Regions from separate parts of the Pan troglodytes genome. Here regions 1 and 3 are each linked to region 2. Evidence: chromatin contacts called from public Hi-C data. All regions are on one chromosome and are shown on one strand. The core of a region is the stretch at or near the end of the contact, and the rest is flanking DNA. Distances in the headings are between cores, read along the strand shown.

Evidence for each region. Hi-C and Micro-C count contacts between places; a contact is called where the count stands out from the background.
Region 1: a contact with region 2 is called in a Hi-C map of induced pluripotent stem cells, with 2.3 times the contacts expected there. The contact joins the promoter of SERPINB1 here to the promoter of RIPK1 in region 2. A contact is called at or near these places in 2 of 7 Hi-C or Micro-C datasets (induced pluripotent stem cells and stem cell-derived neural progenitor cells) and 1 of 1 datasets of contacts at active chromatin or transcription factors (stem cell-derived excitatory neurons).
Region 3: a Hi-C map of stem cell-derived neural progenitor cells shows a contact between it and region 2, with 2.2 times the contacts expected there. The contact joins the promoter of PSMG4 here to the promoter of RIPK1 in region 2. A contact is called at or near these places in 1 of 7 Hi-C or Micro-C datasets (stem cell-derived neural progenitor cells) and 1 of 1 datasets of contacts at active chromatin or transcription factors (stem cell-derived excitatory neurons).

The regions. Positions count from the first base shown.
Region 1 is chr5:8,786,530-8,789,256 of NHGRI_mPanTro3-v2.0_pri, forward strand. SERPINB1 (serpin family B member 1) reads right to left here and starts at 1,450. Exons shown (of 7, transcript XM_003311015.7): 1 at 1,207-1,450.
Region 2 is chr5:9,014,040-9,016,739 of NHGRI_mPanTro3-v2.0_pri, forward strand. It overlaps RIPK1 (receptor interacting serine/threonine kinase 1), which reads left to right and starts at 1,326. Exons shown (of 11, transcript XM_016954825.4): 1 at 1,326-1,564.
Region 3 is chr5:9,210,687-9,213,401 of NHGRI_mPanTro3-v2.0_pri, forward strand. PSMG4 (proteasome assembly chaperone 4) reads left to right here and starts at 1,460. Exons shown (of 4, transcript XM_518211.8): 1 at 1,460-1,748. The coding sequence starts at 1,575.

The DNA of each region.
Region 1 (2,727 bases), core at 200-2,699, 230 kb before region 2:
TGGTGCCCACTGCCCACGCCAGCAGATTAGGCAGCACTATTTCTCCAGAAGCTTCCTCAATTTCTGCCAACCGCCCTGAGGCATCCTGGATCTTGTACTTTCTCCCCGCTTTTTTATTCCAGCAGGGCAAGAACACTTTCCCAGGCCCACAAATGTGGAACTATTCTGGCCAAGGACTCCGCAGTTACAGGGGATTTTAGGGCACCCAGGGTGCCCTAAAGGGCTCTGACCTTGCAGACAGGTGAGTCTGGGGGTGGGGTGGGGGTCAGGCAGGCCCCAGCCACCCCAGCTTTAGCGGGGTGGGAGGATCCACCCAGCCCTGGGTCCTCCCAACCTATGTGTGGGAGCGCACGTGCTTCTGAGCCTTTGATTCAAGTCTCTGATTCATTGGGCAATGAATCCATTGCCTACCTTCACCTGAACTAAGAGCCTTCTATCAGAGACTCAGCTACCTACTATGCATTAAAACTCCAGCAAAGGTATCACTGTAATTATTATAATAATATAATTCTTCCTTATTTTTGAGGTTCAAAAGGTATGAGGTCCAGTGCCCACAGTCTCAGAGCCGGTGTAGGATGTGCCAGTTTGGAAACCCACCACAGTCCAGGGTCTGGCGGTGCAGCGTCCCATCCGCCACCCACTAGCCCATCTCGATCTCCACTCTCAGAGCCCTGATTTCCCCCGAGGACAGGCAAAGAAGAACTGTGCTGGCTGCTCGGCATGTAAGCACAGAGCTGATTTCTCCTTGTCGTGAAATCGTCTCTAGAATCGCACGGGGTTCCTCCTCTCTCTCCCTGCAGCTGCAGATAGGAGCCGCGGCTTGGCCCTGGGCTGCCTGGAAACTGTCACAAACAGCTCTGGGGGGAAGGGAATTCAGGGAGAAGGGACAACATTCTGATCTCAGGTTTCAGTCTTGCCTTCCGCCTGCATCTGTCGTCCTTCCTCCCTCCCTCCCTCCCTCCCTCCCTCGCAGGCTGGCCCGGCCTGTACCCAGGCGGGGGCGGGGGATCAGAGGTCTTCTGTCTCAGACGGGGCGCCCGGAAGGGATGGGGGCGCGAAGCTGGCGGGGAGGCGGAGCGCAGGGAGCTGCGGGTCTGATGGGCCTGAGCCTGGGGGGTGGTGGGTGCTGGGCTGGAAGCTGAGCGAGGGAGCCTGGCCTCTCCCCGCAGCCCGCCCCCGCGCCACCGCTCCGAGGCCCGGCCTTACCCGATAGGCCGCCGAGGCACGCTCCGGGCTCCGAGCTGGGTGCGAGGTCAGGAAGGAGGCACCAAGGGCCGCTGCTCTTATAGCATGCGGAAGTGTCACCCGGGCCAGCAGCCGCGGGCGGGGCGGCGGCCCTTCCCGGTGACTGCGTAGGAGTCCGAGCTCCCGAGGTTGCCTAAGTGCAAGCAGAAGTGAGCGTGGCTTCCGGGCAGCGCCCTCCTCAGGGGAGCGGCGCCTTTCTCAGTTCAAAGCCTTTCCCCGAATCTCTGGCAAGGACCTGAAAAGCTTTTTCTTACTAAGGTGTGAATGACTGAGACGACATATTGTGACACCTCTTAGAGGGCAAATGACTCCCTTTGAGTCCCATCTATATTGGGAGCTTTCTTTGAGAGAAGGAAGCAAATTTGGGGATCTTGCACAGGGAAAAAGAGGGGCCCCCCAGAATCAGATGAAACAGAACCAGTTCCAAACACCTGCTCTGTGTTTCCAAGATGACAGCTTGCTGCTGCGTCCTCAATGGTGGAAAGTGGAAGGGCAAAAGGGGCCAAATCTCATGTGAAGTCTCTCGTATAAGGGGCCAATCCCATTCATGAGGAAGGTGCCCTCATAATCCAATCACCTCCTAAAGGCACCACCTGTTAGTATTGCATTGAGGATTGTTTCAGCATGAATTTTGCAGGGAACACAGACATTCAAAGCATAGCATTCTGCCCCGGCCCTCCAAATTCATACCCCTCTCACATGCAAAATGCATGCATTGTATCCCAGTGGCCTCCAAAGTTCCAGTATCAACTTTAAAATGTAAGTCCAAAGTGTCACCTAAATATCTTCTAAATTAGAAAGGCATAAGATTCAAAGTACAATTCATCCTAAGTGAAATTCCCCTCCAGCTATGAGCCCGTGAAATCAAATAGGTTACAGGCCTTCAAAATACAGTGGTGAGACAGGCATAGGACGTACATTCCCATTCCCAAAGGGAGAAGCAGGCAAGAAGAAAGGAGTATCTGGTCCCAAGTAAGTCCAAACCCAACAAGGCAAACAGCATTAAATCTTGGGGCTTCAGAATAATCTTCTTTGATGCTGTGTCCCCCATTCCGAGCACATGGGGGTGGGGACTGGGTCCCCTAGGGTCCAGGGGATCCACTCCCATGGATTTGCCAGGTGCAACACATGCAGCAGCTCTCACAGGTTGAGGTCTAGGCTCTCCCAGGATAGACTTGCATGCTGGTGGCTGGACAGTTCTGGGTTCTCAGGGACAGCCCTGTTCCCACAGCTCCACTAGATATTACTCTAGTTGGGGCTCTCTGCAGTGGCCCCAATCCCACTGCTCGACTAAACATTGCCCTAGTGAGGGTTTTCTGCAGCAGCCTCACCTCAGTGACAATTCTCAGACTGGGCCCCCAGGGTCCCCAACACATCCTTCAAAATCTAGGTGGAGGTGGCTGTGTCTCCACAGTTCGTGCACTCTGTGCACCTGCAGAGTTAGCATCACGTGGACTCTGCCAAGGCTTACAGGAAGGGTGG
Region 2 (2,700 bases), core at 76-2,575:
ATGGTATGTGAATTGTATTTTACTAAAGGTGTTATTTTATTTATATATTATTTATTAATTTATTTATTTTTATTTTTATTTTTTTGAGACGGAGTCTCGCCTGTCGCTCAGGATGGAGTGCAGTGGTGCAATCTCGGCTCATGGCAACTTTCGCCTCCAGGTTCAAGCGATTCTCCTGCCTCAGCCTCCTGAGTAGCCGGGTCTACAGGCGTGCACCACCACGCCGGGCTAATTTTTGTATTTTTAGTAGAGACGAGGTTTCACCATGTTGGCCAGGCTAGTCTGGAGCTCCTGACCTCGTGATCTGCCTGCCTCGGCCTTCCAAAATGCTGGGATTACAGGCGTGAGCCACCGTACCCAACCTTAATAAGAACAAGCTAGGCACCTAGGGTGTCAAATTGAAGGAGGCTCTGATTCTCAGGGCCGCGCAAATGCAGGGTTGGCACCTATGCGTGTGGCCCTCCTGAAATTTTGTGCCTTAGGCACCTGGCTTGCTTCTCCCTAATTCAGGCCCTCAGGAGAAAGCTCTAATTCTGGTCAATTTGAAACAGGAGGGCACGGCTTCTGGGCGACGCTCCGTGCTCCAGAGAGAGCCATTTGTCTGTTCCCTTCCTCTGGACGTCACCGTGCCAACATGAAATGCTTCCAATTGAGTCCAGCCTGAGATGGAAGGGGATGGGGGGATATCTGATGACATCACGAACTGCCGCATCAACTCCCCCGAGTCCCTGCCTCTGGACCCCCTGATAGAGGACACAAGGAGTGTCCTGAGCCCGTGTGACTCAGTGTCTCTTCCCATCACTTTGCGGGAAAATGGGGCTGCTTACACCACACCGCAGCCCAAACACCTGTGGCTAGAGAAGGGCTTGGGTACTAGGAGTGAGGACGCCTGGTTCTGGGCCCAGGACTAGTACTAGTTAGTGGTGGGACCTGGAACAAATGCTTTGGTTCTAAGTGAATCCCCCATATTCATGACAAGAGGCGTGGAACACAGACCCATGGGGCCTTCCCATTGGAACATGGAGCTTGGCTGTCACCCGACCTTCGCTTCCTTACGTAGAAAAGCCCAGGGTTCCAGGCTCTGTCTCCTTTCCCGCAGACGGCTTGTTTCTTCGCGCGGAGGCCCTGGACGCCGCAGGCTTCCAACCTACTTCTCTGGGATGTCAGGTTCTGAACCCGGTCCTGAAGAGGCCCTGGCGCTGGGGGTGGGTGAGGCCGAGCGCGCGCCTTGGGAACCTGGCTAGCCTCAGGCTGGCGGGAGCATTCGCGGACATCGCCCTGGGCGGGGCGGACTGGGGGTAGACCGATCTGCCTCTGCGCCTAGCCCTGCCCTCCGCCGCCGCGCGAACGCGCGCGCCTCCCCGGCTAGTCCCGGCAGGCGGAGCCCCAGTTAGACTGCTCGTCAAGTGTGGGAAAAGCTCCGTGGCGCCACAAGCTACTATATAAAAGGCGGTGCCCGCCGGGGCCGAGTGGGAGTCCGCGGCGAGGGCAGCAGCACGGCCGGGTCCTGCGCCTCGGGGATCGGCGTCCAGGCTCGGAGCGCGACACGGAGACAAGGTGGCAGGTGAGGGCGTCCCCGCGCACGGCCGGGGTAGGGGACGGGAGTGGCGAGCTTCAGGTCCACCGGCTGCCACCGAAAGATGGGACCTGAAGACAGGAGAGGTCGCTCAGCCAAGAGCCCCGGGGAGGCGGTGGTGTCTCGGCGGGGTCAGCAACGGTCTCTGGCGGGTCCCCTGCAGCGCGCAGCCGGTTTCCGCCTCCGCAGCTCCCAGCCAGCGCGGACGCCGCCCTCCCCGGCGCCTCCTCGCTGCCCTTCCCTGGCCGAAGCCCTCCCCTGCGGCCTCCTCCCCACCTGCCGGCCCTGTGTTCTCACTGCTCCTCTCTGCTCTGGGATCCGCAGGATGACGTCTGTCCTGGTTCTTCTCTGTCTTTCAAAGTCACTAGTCTCCAGTTCCAAATCCGAGCACTCTTACCCATTCTAATTCTTTCAGTAACTCAGCGAAACGGATGGGGCCCTTCCTTCCCCGGAGCACTCCTCCAGGGACTGAGAATCCGCGGAGCCAGGCTCAGCCCTCGCCTGCAGAGCCTGCGGTCTGTGGGGCCCGCCAGCAAGATGACGAATCACCTTCGGGAGGAAGGGTCGTGCTGGGGAGGGTCGCGCCGGCGGGGTCAAGAGAACCTCCTCTAGGGTGGGAATCAGAGCCTCCGGGCCGCGGTGTTTGAGGGTGAGTGGAATTAATCCCGTGATGGACGTGGGGCCTTCTAAGGGGGACCAGGAGTTTGCGAAGAGGTGACTTTGGGAGGGGTTCAGGATGGCCAGAGGTGGAGGCTGTGACCTCAGTGAGGCTGGATCAAGGGAGGGGCAGGTGGAGAAGAAACCGTTTTAACGAGGTGGCTTTGAGCGGATCCTAAGGGCCCCAGGAGATTTAGGAGGAAGGACAAGAGGATTAAGACACCGCTTTCTGGTCGGGCGCGGTGGCTCACGCCTGTAATCCCAGCACTCTGGGAGGCCGAGGCGGGCGGATCACGAGGTCAGGAGATGGAGACCATCCTGGCTAACATGATGAAACCCCGTCTCTACTAAAAAAAAAAAAAAAAAAAAAAAAAAAAAAAAAAAAAAGAATACAAAAAATTAGCCGGGCGTAGTGGCGGGCGCCTGTAGTTCCAGCTACTCAGGAGGCTGAGGCAGGAGAATGGCGT
Region 3 (2,715 bases), core at 210-2,709, 200 kb after region 2:
ACCGGTCGGTAACTTTGTTTCCTTAATCTTTGGGTCCTCCTAGCTGATTGAAGGGCCTCAAATCACAATGTAAAGGGATAAAACAATTATGGTGTAGCCATACAATAGAACACTGCTTAGTAATACAAAGACACAAGCCATTGACACACAAGCAGATGAACCCAAGATAATTATGATGAAGGAAAGAAGCTGGACAAAAAACAGTACATACTGTGTGATTCCACTGATACAAAACTCTGGAAAATGCAGACTAATCTGTGTGGCCGGAAGCAGATCAGTGGTTGGGGGCAGGAGTCATTACTGAGGGCAGGAGGGAGTACTGGACGCGTTCACTTTGTGGATTGTGATGATGATTTCACTGGCTATAACGTGTCAAGACTTCAATTTGTACACTATATACGTGCAGTTATTGTATGTTAATCACATTTTAATAAAGCTGTTAAAATATTGACCTGAAAATTAACTGTATTATTGAATCATCGATAATTAGCAAATAGAACTATGGAAAATGCCCTCTTAAATTTCAATTTAGTCAACTTAGATCTATTAGGGATTTTAAAAGCAGACCTTTTATAGTTTCAAGTTAAATCTCTAAATTAGTCAGTTGTAACAGAATCTGACAAAATGGGCTGTTTTCTTTTACCACCTTCTCTCTTAACCCATCGAAGGCTTCCTCTTTTCAACTCTGTAACGTCCTGAAGTGTTCAAGGGGTCTCTCCATAGGTATGACAATGGGATGATTGTTGGTGCTTCCCATTAATCTCTCTTGAGATCCTTTCCACGTCTCGGAAAGGCACCTGTTCTTATTTGCATTTTGCAGATGAGGAAACTGAGTCTCAGAGAGGTTAAGGGGGTAGCCCGGGGCCATGTACATGACTGCAGCTCGGGACTCGGCGTCCAAAAGGGTGCCTGCCCATCCTCCTGCCAACTTAGTTGACACAATTTTCCTTTCTAAAGGCTTTCCCCCAATACCATTGCCATTCTTAATTAGGGCTGGGTACCGTCGAAGCCTCCTTGGAGTTAAAGGGCTGCTAGGAGGAGGAGGTGGGACGGGAGGTGGCCGTTCTCAGAGTGCTTAAAGAACTAATTAAAAATTAGTCTTTTTAAATTTTTAATTAACTTAATGTCTGTAGGGCGAAGTGTCACGGCCTGGGAGGACGGTGCGGCTGGCTTCAGCCCTTGAATGCCCCGCGTCAGTAACAGTTAGGGGGTGGGGGGAAACAAAGCGAGGGCGAGTTCTGCTGGGCGCCCGTGGGCTCCTAGAGGTCACTGTCGCACTCTGCTACTAAAGTGGGTTTCCCCAGCCCGTCCAGAGAGGTACTGGTGTGCGGGAGAGGCCAGCAAGACAACCAGGGACGCCTACTCCACCCAGGGCCGGCAGCCGCCCCGCCTCGACCACGCCCCCAACCCAAGCCCGGGATCGCCCCTCCCCGACCACGCCCCTCACCCCCGCCTTTTCGGGGCCGAAAGCGAAAGCGCGCTCGGTCTCTCGGTGCTCGCTCCATCGGGTCTGGCGGGGCTGGCAGCGGCGAGGACCCGGGTCTGGCGCTGTGGGCCGGGAGCCGTGGGGCGGCATGGAGGGGCTGGTTGTCGCCGCCGGCGGGGACGTCTCCCTGCACAACTTCAGCGCGAGGCTGTGGGAGCAGCTGGTCCACTTCCACGTCATGCGGCTGACGGACTCGCTGTTCCTGTGGGTGGGGGCCACGCCGCACCTGCGCAACCTCGCCGTGGCCATGTGCAGCCGCTACGTGAGTGCCTGGCGGCCGAGGGGGCGGGCGGCGGGGCGGGGGCGTGGGGGCGCCGGGCCTGCGCGAGCTGCAGCCCCCCAGGCTTCTCTTGGGTCTACAGGGCGCCCTACTCCCCCGAAGCCCACCCGTGGGATGTCTTAGGAAGCCCGCGGGCGCCAGGGCCTGCACCACCTCGGGAGCTGCGCGCGGGCCCCGAGCCCCTCTCCTTGTCCCGCCGCCCCGCAGCTGCGTCCCGCACTGGTCTTTGTAGGTCAGAATGTCTTGGGTCTGTCCTCGCCACACGCGCGCTGGGGGACGCGTCTACCTCGTAGCTCTCCTGCCATCTGGATTTTGAGCACACTGATAATTTTTTGGGGACTCCTGCGTCTCCACTGGATGTCTCAGGCATTTCGCACTAGGCACACATCAGGCTCTCTTCTCCCAACCTGCTCCCTCCTCCGCCTGACTGGCGCTGTGATGGCAGCTCCATCTTCCTGGCTGTGCGTTCAGAGCCTCGCAGTTGTCTTTGATTCCTCTTTCTTCACACTCCACGTGCTGAGTCCCTAGGCACTGCCGCCAGTCAAAGCAGACAAAACCCAAGCCGCCCTCACCTTCACCCTGCCGCGCTGGGCCAAGCCTGGGACATTATCATTTCCCCTCCTCTCCCGCCTTTCCGGCTTTGCGCGTCGCCGCCTGGTTTCCCCTGGTTTCCTGAGGCTGCTGTAAGAAAGTGCCACAGACCGCGTGGCTTAAAACAACAGAGTTTATTCTCAAAGATCTGTAGACAAGGTCTCTTACTGTCACCCAGGCTGGGGTACAGTGTCATTATTATAGCTCACTGTCACCTCAAACTCCTGGGCTTAAGTGATCCTCCTTCCTCAGCCTCCCGAGTAGCTAGGACTACAGACATGTGCCACCATACCTGGCTAATTGTTTTTTTTTTGGTAGAGATGGGGGTCTCACTATTTTGCCCAGGCTGTTCTTGAAC